Linked DNA regions of Capra hircus: region 2 is linked to region 1. Evidence: chromatin contacts called from public Hi-C data. All regions are on one chromosome and are shown on one strand. Each heading gives the region's core, a stretch centred on a gene start, on an enhancer-like site or on the middle of the called end of the contact. The rest is flanking DNA. Distances are from core to core; before and after follow the strand shown. Region 1 holds the start of CCR4 (C-C chemokine receptor type 4). Region 2 overlaps GLB1 (beta-galactosidase).

Evidence for each region. Hi-C and Micro-C count contacts between places; a contact is called where the count stands out from the background.
Region 2: a contact with region 1 is called in a Hi-C map of blood, with 4 times the contacts expected there. The contact joins the enhancer-like site here to the promoter of CCR4 in region 1. A contact is called at or near these places in 3 of 5 Hi-C or Micro-C datasets (blood and liver).

The regions. Positions count from the first base shown.
Region 1 is chr22:7,201,875-7,204,414 of ARS1.2, reverse strand. It overlaps CCR4 (C-C chemokine receptor type 4), which reads right to left and starts at 1,270. Exons shown (of 2, transcript XM_005695522.3): 1 at 1,045-1,270.
Region 2 is chr22:7,307,509-7,310,048 of ARS1.2, reverse strand. GLB1 (beta-galactosidase) reads left to right here. Exons shown (of 16, transcript XM_018067164.1): 2 at 1,604-1,773. Among named protein-coding and RNA genes, the nearest start is that of GLB1, 25 kb to the left of the region's middle. Within about 2 kb of position 1,263, at least 1 of the 5 cell types and tissues checked has an H3K27ac peak or open chromatin away from gene starts, as enhancers often do.

The sequences.
Region 1 (2,540 bases), core at 21-2,520:
TGGTCTTTTCATCAGAACTGCCTATAAAGATCAGTTTTATGCACGAACCCTATCAGAGTGGCAACTAGCAGGATGGATCTAGAAAAAGCACATCATAGCCAGAAATAAAATCTCTGCCTTCCCAACCACCCTTATTTCTTATCTAAATTGGCAGATGAGGTTATAATCTTAACCTTACACACCTGCTCACAACCACCCTCATTTCCTTTCTAAATTGGCAGAGGAAGAGGTTAAAATCTTCTGAAAGTTACACACATGTCCACATGTGAATCAGAGCAAAGCAGGAGGCTTTCTGCCTCAAGGCCTCCTCTCCTTGCATCCTTGTTAGTGGCACCCTGATATTCTTGATCAAAACCCTATCACATTGTTCAATAATTCCACATACATTCCCCATCTCCCACTCTGACCACCACACACCCAAACACTCAAAGTATGTGTTTCTCAGAGAGGTTTTGATTTATTCCTCCAAAGAGATGCTGAAGACCTGGGGCATCGCAGTCTCTCAAAAAAAAAAAAAATTGTGTTAAATGATTATCAATTCCAATTAAACAAATAACAATTCTGGTCTATTGCCATCATTTTACCAGTGAAAATGAAAGGAATAAGAGAGGCTGAGGAGGTGTTAGGAAATTCTCAAGAGAAGAAACAAGTCAACACAGCTGGTAAATGTCTGGAATTATTCTGCAGCCCTTATTTGGCTGGTGCTTCTTGAGCCAGGAGTCTTGATAGAAGCCAGAAGGGGAAAAGTATATATGGTGAATGAAAACTAACTGTGTGTTCCAAGCACATAGTTTCAGCCAGATGTGTGCGGGAGGAAAGCGCTGTTAAGTATCTGAGAGCCAGTCAGACGAGGGCTGGGAGGGCTGTGTGTGAGCAATAAGGACAGGTGCCAACTGGGATGAACCAGCAGAATGACCGGGCTGCCCAAGTGATCGGCTGGCTGCCTAGCCGGGCAGCTTTCAGCGCTTCCAAAACCCACATGGCTGTGGGCCAAGCAGCATAGGGTCCGAGGACCTGAGCACCCCGCGCCGTCTGCCCCCTTACCTTGCTTTTCTGAACGTGGCTCCAAGGCAGGTCTGCGAGGCAGCGCCCGGCTTGCTCAAGAAGCAGTGCGCTAAGAAAGACAGGTGCCTCTGAAGGGCGCGCGGCTTCCTGTGAACACCAGCTCTCTTCCTCACCCATCTACACACGCTGAGTTCAAGCGGGGTTTTTTGATACAAGTAAGAAGCAGAAAATGAGTGACTCTCCGCTTGGGTTCAGGTTACTCACTCATTTCCCCAAACTGAAAGCTGGGAAGCTTTGCACTCTGCTAGATGAGGAAAGTCAGGTTTTCAAGAGAGAAACTTTTTGATGTTTTAAAATTTGTTGGATTTTTAATTTACCCTTTTTTCCAGGTTAGCTGGCTATGTGCAGTAGAGATGACCTTTGTATTCTGGATCAACGAGCTGTTTGTTATTTCCCCGTCCTGGATGTGGCATGACCAGCAATCAAGATAAGCCACGATACGTTCTCTAAACAGTGGGCTCTGAGGAGGGCAGAGTGAGAGCCAGATTTATTTAAGAATAATAGATAGGGGCAGGGAAGTGTGTTCAGATGTGTGTGTCTGGCAGTGACATGGAAGCTCTGGGCAACCACAGTCAATAAATGTCCTGTCTGGTGTAAGTGACCCGACAACACAGCTCCAAGCCCCCCGCACCACAGGAAGACCCTTCCCCAAGCCTCTTCTACTTGGAAATGGCAGCGCTTCCCCTGGACAGTGATCCCGGCTGAGAATTTCTTTGGGTTCACCTACCAGTCATAGCCAAGGGGCTGACACCAGTCCTAAGCTTTTTCTATATGGTATCCTTGGCCCCTGCCAGCTCTGTTATTTCCTTCTGTGTATCTACAGTTGCTTGGCTCTTTGGTTCAGCTTTTTTTAAAAAGAGCCACAAATGTCATTTTTCCTGAGGAAGTTGCATGAATAAGAACCGAAAAATTGAACTAGAGTGGTGTTTATCAACATTTTTTTAATCACTCCATCCCAAAGAGTCTTTTCAGACATTTTTTTCATCATCACCTCCCCATGATATATTTGGGTTTTTTTTTTTTTTTTGGTCACGTCATGTGGCATGTGGACTCTCAGTTCCCCAATGCAGTCTTAACCACTGGACCACCACGGAAATCCTCCACAAAATATTTTAATACCACGTATAAATAGGGGAGTTCCCTGGTGGTCTAGTGGTTAGTGCTTTCTATTGCTTTCACTGCTGTGGCCCAGGTTCAATCCCTGGTTGGGGAACTGATATCCACCAAGATGCATGGCATGGCCAAAATAAATAATAATACCACAAATAAATAGTAAATCTGCTTGTTACTTGTTATATATATATGCTTTATGTATAAAAGAGGAAGATTTATTTAGGGTGGGGGAGTTGCTTCTGGCTTCTAATAGGAAGAGACTGGAAACGCTGCTTAAAATCCTACCACACACAGGGCAGCCCTCCACAATGGAGTCACCCAGCCAGGAAGACTGGCAGTCCTGAGGCTGAGGACTCCTAAGC
Region 2 (2,540 bases), core at 14-2,513, 110 kb before region 1:
TTCCAGTGAATATTCAGGGTTGATTTCCTTTAGGATTGACTGATTTGATCTCCTTGCTGCCCAAGGGACTCTCAAGAGTCTTCTCCAGCTCCACAGCTCAACAGCATCAGTTCTTTGGTGCTCAGCTTTCTTTATGGTCCAGCTCTCACATCTGTACATGACTACTAGAAAAACCACAACCATTGTTAACAGTGCAGGACACTAATTAAATGGTTTCTTGTAGCCTTGGGTCGGGAAGGTCCCCTAGAGAAGGAAATGGCAGCCCACTCCAATATTCTTGCCTGGGAAGATCCCATGGGTAGAGGAGCCTGGTGGGTTGTACAGTCCAGAGCATCGAAAAAGAGTTGGACATGACTTAGCGACTGAACAACAATTTGTAACCCTGGTCCTGTTGCTACATGAGGTCTGTTGCTGCCTTTTTCCGTCCACCAGAGGGCAGTGCTCTATCTTACCTAAAAGTTGGCCTCCCCTCTGAGGTCTTCACTTTCAACTCCTAGCATTTCGCCTTCTGAAGTGATTGATCCCCAGTGTTTCTTGAAATTTGATTTGATTCTAGAAGTACAACTTACATTGCAACACCACAGAGATATACATCCATATGCAAATCTATATATGCCTATATAACTAAAGTTTCATAAAATAACACTTATCTTTGTAGAGAAGAGACTTGTGGTTGCCAAGGAGAAGGGGGTTGGGGGAGGGACGGATGGATTGGGAGTTTGGGGTCAGCAGATACAAACTATCATAAAGAGAGTGCAGAGACAACAGGGTCCTGCTGTATACCACAGGGAACTATGCTCAATATCCTGTGATAAATCATAATGGAAAAGAATATGAAAAAAAGATGTATATATAGGTATATCTGAATCACTTTGCTCTACAGCAAAGATTAGTACAACATTGTAAATCAACTACTTCAATAAAATACAATTTTTTAAATAACGCTTGTCTTTACTATGTGTAACACTGAGGGTTTTTTTTCTTTCTTTTTCCTATTCTCTTTCATTTAAAAAAGTTCTGATCACCCAGATTGAGTTCACGATTCACAAACTGGGTCGCGGATATTGCCTTCGAGTTCATTTAGTCTGGCATCCTGCATTTTTATGGATGGAGAGACAGAGGGTTCGAGAAGGATGCTCAGTCACGGCGGGGCTCGGAGCAGCAGCTAGGAAGAGGTTTCAGGGCTTCGGACCTCTGGTCCGTTGCTCTGAGCACAGCGACGTTCCCGCGGAGGGAAACGCAGGGCTCCGGCCAGGCGCGGCCACAGGGGGCGGGGGGAGGCAGTGTGTGTGTGCGTGTGTGTGCATGTGTGTGCATGCTCGTGTGTGTTGCCGCCGCAGTACCCTGGGTATGAGAGGAGCCCCCTGTAGCAGGGGGACTCTTTGGTAACGTGACTTGGGCATCTCACCCGCTGATTGTCACGTTGGCGCCGGCCTCTGGAACTTGGCATGTAGGTCCCCTTCGCCCTATCTCAGCCGTGGTCTGTTTTATAGCCCAGAACCGGGCACATACACAAACTAGATGGGTAGGGGGTCCCCCATCACCGTAAACATCTGCTTTCTGAGGGTGGAAGTTCTCATGGGGTCCAATCCTTGCTCTGTAGAATGCCACCCAGAGAACATTCCAGATCGACTACCACCGTAACCGCTTCCTCAAGGATGGCCAGCCCTTCCGCTACATCTCGGGAAGCATTCACTATTTCCGCGTGCCCCGCTTCTACTGGAAGGACCGGCTGCTGAAGATGAAGATGGCTGGGCTGAACGCCATCCAGACGTAAGTAGGAGGGCACTGGGCTCCCCTCCAAGGCAGAGACACCTGCAGCTGAATCTCTCTGTGCAGAGGTTTCGTTGCTCAGAACGGGAATAATAGTCGTGTCCCACTCCAGTAGTCTTGCCTGGGAAATCCCATAGACAGAGGAGCCTGGCAGGCCACAGTCCATAGTATCGCAGAGAGTCGGACACAACTGAAATGACTTAGCATGCACAGTGTCCTGGGAGACGTTTGTCTTGGGCTTGGGTGTCGCTTCTTTAGACAGTTAACTACTTCTTCCAACCTTGACCTTTGTCAGCAGAAATCATAAAATGAATAGCAGCTTAAAAAGGGAAGTGACAATGACTGAGGATTTGCTGTGTGCAGGATAAGTGACATGGGCGATGCCATTTCTCCAAGTTCACCGTTACCGAATGCAGCTGATAAAACTGAAATTTGCCGAGGCATGTGCTTTTGGACAGAAATCCAGCTGAGGTTTAAAGAAGGGTGTTTGTAGGCGGCCGTAGCTCCTCTCAGCTCCTAGGGGAACACGCCTTGTTGGGTAGATCCCTGAAGCCTCGTTTGTCTTTGTGGTTCTGCTGGGGTGATTCTATGGCCCAGGGTTACAGAATCACCCCCAATAACTATCTCTCCTCATCTCTTCTGTTTGTTTCAAAATGACTAATTGAGAAGGAAGTTGGGGTGGCTGGCCACTCTGGTTTTTGCATTGCTGATGTGAATTGCTGATAACTCTTCAAAGATAAAGTATGAGAAAATCCAGCAGCAGATTC